Linked DNA regions of Capsicum annuum: region 2 is linked to region 1. A link is a contact called in public Hi-C data. All regions are on one chromosome and are shown on one strand. The core of a region is the stretch at or near the end of the contact, and the rest is flanking DNA. Distances in the headings are between cores, read along the strand shown.

Region 1 (4,056 bases), core at 1,352-3,851:
ATCAAGAAATTCAACACTCATGCAATAGAAAATCAAACATCAATCTCAAGAAAAATTAATAAATATCAAACACCCAAAAAAAATTAATTACACATTACCAATCAAGCAAATTCAACTTAACAGCTCATGCAACAGAAATTCAACATCAATGTTAAGAAAATCCAAATATACTAACCTTAAAAGTTGTTTCTTCACTTAAAATATCACCGATTGAATGCAAACCCTAGAATTTTTCAGATTTCACAGATTCAAAGAAACCCCTAAAATCCAAATTTTCTCAGATTTTCTCAAACCCCCAATATTTTCTCAGAAATATAAACAATTTAGGCCTCTCTTTAAGCTAATCAAGGTGCCGAATGACAGCATACACACTTCAGCGGTGGTGCGTCGCAGCAGACAGGAGAATCACGGTGGGCAATTTCATCTTGAGCGGCACTTTGAGATGTAATTTCTTTGGAGTGAGAAAATTAGGGCTATAGTATAGCACTGACGGTTCTCATCTTTATTTTTTTTCGCGGGTGTATGAAAAACAAAAGGTGGAAAAAATTGGAACCCTTTTGGTTTTGCGGGTTTAGAAAAAAAAAGGCGAAAAAAATTGGAGGGATTTAATAACTGTTATATTTAATAAAACTTTTTTATGAAAAAAATTCTTAAGTTGTTACATGGATGTCTATTGCCATGGTTATAAATCAATGGCAACAGTTATATTACTAAGTTGTGGCATTAGAATCAAATTTTTTGGTGACGGTTGTAACCGTTGCTAAAACATTTGTTGTCATATATCCATTTCTGGTGGTGCCACTAGTTTAATTTCAACGCACTCTTATATTTCCTTTAAAACAACCGGACAACTGTATGTGTGTGAGAGAAAAGGAGGAGCTCTCTCCTTCTCGATCTCTCCGGCGTAATTTTGGTGATTTTTCATCAGCAGACCTTCATTCTCCAAGAAATGTAGGCCGTTTTGAGGAGAAAGAGAGAAAATTTTGGACCAGATATTTGGTGGGCCCAGAGAGCATGGCCCAGTGTTGTAGGTGGACCCTAAATGAACAACTAGTGTTTAGTAGTTATCACCTGTTGGGCTATCCCACTTTCTAACCAATGAGAAACTATTAATGGATCCAAATCCTACTGACATTGGGCCATTAGGCTGTATTTATAGCAAAAATATAAGGATAAATTACATAAGTATACACTTCATCTTATCATATTTATACAAATTTTTATTCTTACAAAGTAATTACAAAAATTTCAACTAATTATGTATCTTTCTTGAATGTATCGGGGAGCTAATTATGTATCTCGACAGACCCAAAAGGAACATGTATCGGGAGCTAATTACGTATCTTTACAAGAAAAAAATATATCTTCCTTCGATGTATTATGTATTTCGACAGACTCAAAATCAGAAAAAATATAACGGTTGTTATTTATGTATCTTTACAAATGAAAAATGTATCTTCATTGGATGTATTAGGAGCTAATTATGTATCTCAACATACCCAAAATCGGGATTAGCAGTAATTATGCAAAATATCGGATTTTTCAGTAATTAAGCTTCAAACTGTTGAGATTTATATAGTTTGCCCAAAATATAATATTCTTCACTTTTAAAGGAGGAATTCCCAAAAATATACAATATAAAATGAAATATTATACCATGTAACTCAATAAATTATATTATTTTGAAAGAAAATATACAAACAATTGATAAAATAATTTCATTGTGTTTAAAGTCATTTATAATAGGAAAAAAAATACATAAAGTAGCATACTTCAATATTAAATTACAAAAAATAATAATATTTTTATCAAATTACATTTTGTAGTATATGTATTTGTATGTATTTGTATTTTTATAGCAACATTTTGCAAAAATACAAAATACATATCAATCATAAGGGCAGTAAAAATTATATGTATTTGTATTTTTGTACAACAGTTTACAAAAATATAAAATACAACTTACTATATTATGTAATTATGAAACCGTTGCTATGAAACTCATAATTAAGGGGATAAGTATGTTATTTCTGAATTTTACCCATAATATTCCTAAACTATCAAAGTCAGCAGCAACAAAATACGCAGTAAAGTCCCATAAGTGAAGTTTGATGAAATTAATATGTACGCAAATGTTATCACTATCTCAAAAAGATAGAGAGGTTGTTTTCGAAAATCATTATATCAAAATTTTGAATAACATATGCTACTATTTCTACTAATCAAGAAAAACGAAAAGAACAATCAATATAGGTTGTTCTAAGATAGTTGGATCCTTTCACAATTAATTTCACCATTAATTAAAAATCTCGAATTTAAGTTTCGAATATATAAAAGTCTTATAATATCTGAATTTTAATTTAAATTAATCAATTTTTAATATAAAAAAGAAATACTGAAATTGAGAGGACAAATTGGTTTACCCAAGTAAAGATCGGTACTTTTTCCTTCATAACTCAGAGGTGCACACGGGCAATTTTTTATGACAAAAGTTAGCTGAAGATTCTGTCACGGACAAATGTCTTTATTAACGAGGAACGGTAATTGTATAGATTTCTCATTCATATTTTTCTATCCAACCAAAAAGAGAGAATTTTCAATTATATATCTATAATATATTAAAAGCCTGAAGGCTCTTTGAAAAGTGAATTGAACTTTTTGTCTTTCATTAAAATAGTTTGCTTTAGATAAAATTATCTTTTACCCTTTTTTCTCTAATTAAATTCTATAAAATAAATATACCAAATTTTCCTACAAACACCCGCTTTTTTTTTTTTTTTGTAAAATTTTCCTTACCAAATTTAGCTACTTTGATTACTACTTTCTTGCAAACACCCGTTTTTTTTTTTTTTTAATTTTTCTTACCAAATTTAGCTACTTTGGTTCCTACTTGATTTACAATTAAATCCATCCTTTTTTTGGTTCCTACTTGATTTACCATTAAATCCATCTTTTTTTTTTGTAAAATTTGCCTTCCACCGTTTTTCATTTTTAAAAATTTAATTTGATTCCTACTTGGTTTACAGTTAAATCCTTTCCAAATTTAGCTATAATGTTTTCAATCCTATTTAATTTCTACTTGGTTTCTTCCAACCAATAAACATACTGCTTTTCCAGTCTTCTATATAAACAGCTGTCAATTTTCATTGTTTTTCGTCTCATCATAGTTTCAACAATTTTATTTCCAGATTTTTGATCGTTATATCATCTCTCCCTTTTTACATTGTTAATTAAACACGATATTATTTGCTATGCCAACTTAAATTGCTTAGTTTAATTTAATTTAGTGTGTAGCTTAATGTGACCTATTAATTCAATATATTATGAATTCTACGTTGTTATCGTTCTATGTGTCATTTTAATTATTATAATTTCTGTTGCTCATAACTAACTTCTTTATCTACCCGCCTACCAAGAAGATTCACATATTCAGGTATCATTCTTCTCATCTCACAAATTTACCTCTATTATGAAATTTTACGTTCTTATCATTATAACTTTTATTTTTTTAAAGATTATTTAATGGATCCTATCACCGAAGTTGTGAGTATCAACACTTTAAAGCCAAGGGATTATATCTGGATGATCAAAGTCTTGGTCATCGGAAGCGGCCCAACGAAACTGTTTAAGAATGGAGGCGGTTCTCGAAAAATGGTGATATTAGTTGATGAAGAGGTAATTAAATTACTCTTGAATTAATTTATCCCACTTGAAAAGCGGAATAAAATAATGTCAGGTTTAGTGGAACAACTACACGTTATTTTTTTTACATTTAGTAGTTGGTCGTTCTGTAGCTATTTACTGGTAACTAAAGTAACCTCATGATTGCTTCACACACATCAACAAATACATATTTCTCAGTTTCTGTTTTACTCTTATATCTATCAATTTCATATTATGCTTTTTTTTTCAGGGTACAAAAATTAATGGTACACAGTTCAATGAACATATTGAAACGTTTGGACATTCTTTACAGCAATCCAAAGTTTGCTATATCATAAACGATCGCATTATTGGGGTCAATCCTAATTTTCAATCCGTTAATAAGGACATTAA
Region 2 (4,293 bases), core at 59-2,558, 120 kb after region 1:
AATAACCATATTACAGTTATTTGCACGATTTAGCCTATTTGACAGGTTGAGTTAAAAAGAGTTACCAGGGCCATGCATGTTCATGGTTCAGTTTGAATTGATTTTTGACTAAAATCAAAACCAAACCATTTTAATTGGTTTTTAAATTTTTCAGTTTGATTTGATTTTTAACTAGCTGATAAATTGATAGTGGTAAAATTACGATAACATGAGATAATTATTTCAAATGAACATTCATAATCAACGATTTTCTTTACTATCTTAAGATGAATATATAAAATTCTTCTAGTATTTTTCAATACTATTCCGATGTTTTAACATGTATAAGTTGCATAGCTATATAGAGGTTACTCCACATCACATGTCTAACATCCACAAAATCAGGGGTAGACCTACACATCATTTTTGGATGCTCCGACACCCACTAAACTCGATACGGAATAGGTATAATTACAATAAAAATATACGAAAATAAGTATAAATTATATAAAAGCACCCACTAAACAAGAAGTTGATTAGGTGCACTGGCATGTTGAGGTAATTTTTTATTTTTTTCTGTAGTACACACCCACACTCCTTAAATCCCAGGTCCGTCACTGCACAAAACTAAGATACAACTTTAAATAGAATGGTTAACTCTACAAAAATCAAATGGGCAAGGCATTGAAGAGCAGATGGATGTCTCGGCAAAGAAAATTAAAAAGCGACAATATAGCACACCCCATTAGATAAAAGAATGTTGGATTTCGGAATATTTTTAAAAATGGAACTATAACAGTGTTGTAATACATGTGAAAGTAGAGTAAGATCAAATTAATGATCAAAAGACATAAAATATTCGTAGTTATTTATGAAAAGCTAATATCATATATTCAAATAATTATAAAACTTATGTAAGTGTATAATTTATCGATTCAGTTTGATTACTTATTCAATTATTTTTTAATAAAATTAACACCGAACCAAATATCATCCGCTTTTAAAATTTAAAATCAAACCAAACCAAACCAAACCAAACCAAATGTTGGTTTGTTTAATCGGTTTGGTTGCCTTTTTAGTCAAACCATGAACACAAGTACAAGGGTAACCAAGCACATTAGCACAGCTCTCCTCCGTTTCAGATCCTAAACCTTTTTTCTTTGGATTCAAATGGTGGTGGTGAGTAAAATAACTTCTTGAAGTGTGTATGGGTGCTATAAATTGCCGTGGGATGATGGAACTATGGTGGTGTTTGAATGGAGGATGACGGTTTACTGAGTTGAGAATGCCAGGAGGTGTCTATCTATGTACATAAACTGCGGTGGTGTTTGAGGAGGATGAGTGTAGTAGGTTGAGAATGGTGATAACGGTAGGAGGCGTATATCCATGAATACACAAATATCTGCGTACATGTGTGCATACCATATACTTAAGACGTTTCATCTTTCCCAAATTTTGTTTACATGCGCATCCAGGTATGACTCTGGAAAAGAGAAAATGGTGGCGCAGTGTCGAACAAAGAATTGAGCACATTCATAGCTGTTACTATGGGTCCTGCAACACAAGGAGATTTTACTCTAAAAAATCTTTGTGAAGCTACATGAAACCGGCCAAAATATTTGTACCCTATCAAAGTAAGAAACCATGGCATATATGTTTTAAATAGATGTCATTATTTCATCAGTATGCTGTGATGTAAAATTTTATGATCTGGATAATCCTCAAAACAAACTCTATGCTTGTTCAATAATTTTGCAATCCCACATAATGCATACTTATAAATTTTGTCTCTCTTGGAAGGCGGAAGATCTTCTAAAATGATCCAACTAAACCATACCAGTGGCAAGGAAAACCAATGAAGTACCAGTTGGTTACATAGTTTTAGAATTTTGTTGATCCGAAGTACTCCATCACTATCATTGCATATAAGAATACAGAAAGTAAAGGCGAAAAGGCATAACTAGAAGAATTGTGCGAGACAAGTGAATTCACCTGGTTGATGCATTCTAGATTGAAGAGACGATGTGATGGATCCCAATACAAATAATAGCAATACGCGAAGAAAAAATTGTAATACTGATGAATTTGAGAAAGAAAAAGGACTTCTCTTTCTATTCTCCGTTTCTGTATTATCCATAATGCGTTAATACTGATCACCTCAAAACTTCTACAGGATTTGATATCAGCTTGATGAGCTCAGAGAACTTTTAAGACTTCGAAGGATACTCCACATGAATGTTGAAATAACAAAAAGTATTATGCCGGTTATAATGGCATATTTCAGTCCAAGATTCACCAGCAAGTTCACTAGTAGGCCAGCAAAGACAACGCCAACAAAGTTTGCTGAAACAGCAGACCAGAAAGGCATATCTAGCACAGAAGCTATGATAGCACCTGTCCAAGCTCCGGTTCCGGGGAATGGAACTGCCACGAAGAGCATTAAACCAAGCCATTGAAATTCTTTCACTGGACCTGCCTTGTCTTTGGCCCTCTCGAACAACATATCCAAAAGCTTTGATGCTGACTTGTTCGTTCCAGCAAGGAAGATTGCTAATTTCTTTAAGTAGAGCACAATGAAGGGGACAGGAACCATGTTCCTGCAGATGAAGCACCGGTTCTTGATTGTTAGCAAACAGAAAATGAGCCGCAATCCAAAAGCTACCTTTTCAACTCATGTAAAATTAACATGGTCACTATAGCTTCCAAAGTCTAATTAACCTAAATAAATCGCTATTGAGATTGTTTGATAGTTACTTATACTTTGTTAGATATGCATTGCATGTTGTATTGCACGCATTAGTTCTAGGCATAGGTCAAGTAAAAGATTTGAACTGTATCTCACAATATAAATAGATTCGTGTTGTATTTATTAAGTCATTAGTGATCTTTTATTTTCATAATTCTCAGACATCACTTTCAAAAATTATGCTCCCACAAATGCAGCATCAGCTTGATTATCAACTGAAAATAGTCAAAATCGGTTTCAATTGTCAACTGCCCCAATCGAAAACAGTTGACTAACAATTCTGAAAGATCCGGAAGTTACATCCTTTTTCATGAATTAGCTACTTGTCGAAACACTACCATTCACTCGCAAATAAGAAGTAACACAGACCCTATAGCTTCTGCAGTCTAAAATACTGAAAAACGATCATATATAGACATCATTTTCACAGTAATTGATACTCCAACTACCAGTATTAACAACTGGATGCTTGTTTACCAGTAGCTAACATTCAAGTTGCAGCACAATTGCAAGCAACATTAGTAAAACTGCAGTACAGAGAGCAAAATTACTTTTAAGGATGACATTCAATTCAACAAGAACAAAAAATACCTAGTGTAGTCCCAGGAAGTGGGATCTAGGGAGGATAGAGTAGAGTGTACACATACCTTAACTCTACCTCAGAAGTAGAGACGTCGTTTCCAATGGACCCTCCGCTCGAAACAGACATTCAATTCAACAACTACTATGTACCAAGTGTACACTCTCACAAAGTGGGGCCTGGGAAGGATAGAGCGTACGCAGACCTTACGTCTATCTCAAAACTAACGAAATATTTCCGATAGACCCTTAACTCGAAACAGACATTCAATTCTACAACAACAACACTCCCAGTGTACTCCCTTCAAAGTGGTGTTTGTGGAAGGTATAGTCCACGCTCCTTACCTCTACCTCAAAGGTAGAGAGACTATTTCAAATAGAACCTTGGCTCAAAACAAACATTCAATTCAACAACAACAACATACCAATGTACTTCCATAAAGATCCGGATCTGGGAAGAGCAGGTTATAACCTTATCTCTACCACCAAGGTAGAGAGGCTATTTCAAATAGAACCTCGGCTCAAAACAAACATTCAATTCAACAACATACCCAATGTACTTCCATAAAGTAGGGTAGATTATAACCGTATCACTACCTCGAGAGCTGGCGACCGAAATATGCCGCCACTTTAAAAGAACGACACAACAATACCATGAATATAAAAAGTGACCAAAATAAGCTTAGTGCACTACATCCATTTTTTGTAATGACACAACGCTAACGACTTTAAAGTTGTAGAAAAGTGGATAAGTGCACTATCCATTTCTTTCCATATGGTGAACTATCAAAATTTTTTTCATATAGTGCACTGTATGAAAAAATCTACCTCTTTAGAGGTAGTGGCATGGACTGAGTACACCCTACCCTCCCCAGACCCCACTTTGTGGGAATATGCTAGGTTTGTTGTTGTTGCACTATATGAAAAAATATATATAGTGTACAAAATAAATGTACTATATAAAGTGCACTATACCCTTTGAACCTAAC

The links. A called contact is a pair of places that touch in the nucleus more often than the background predicts.
Region 2: a Hi-C map of leaf shows a contact between it and region 1, with 3 times the contacts expected there. The contact joins two enhancer-like sites. A contact is called at or near these places in 3 of 5 Hi-C or Micro-C datasets (leaf and placenta).

What each region holds. Positions count from the first base shown.
Region 1 is chr11:29,290,535-29,294,590 of UCD10Xv1.1, forward strand. No RefSeq gene overlaps it. Among protein-coding and RNA genes, the nearest start is that of LOC107848153, 2.8 kb to the left of the region's middle. Within about 2 kb of position 2,602, at least 1 of the 5 cell types and tissues checked has an H3K27ac peak or open chromatin away from gene starts, as enhancers often do. A contact at or near this core is called in leaf, where this site is marked.
Region 2 is chr11:29,412,968-29,417,260 of UCD10Xv1.1, forward strand. LOC107848202 reads right to left here. Exons shown (of 2, transcript XM_016692909.2): 2 at 1,949-2,576. The coding sequence ends at 2,162. Among protein-coding and RNA genes, the nearest start is that of LOC107848202, 8.8 kb to the right of the region's middle. Within about 2 kb of position 1,309, at least 4 of the 5 cell types and tissues checked have an H3K27ac peak or open chromatin away from gene starts, as enhancers often do. A contact at or near this core is called in leaf, where this site is marked.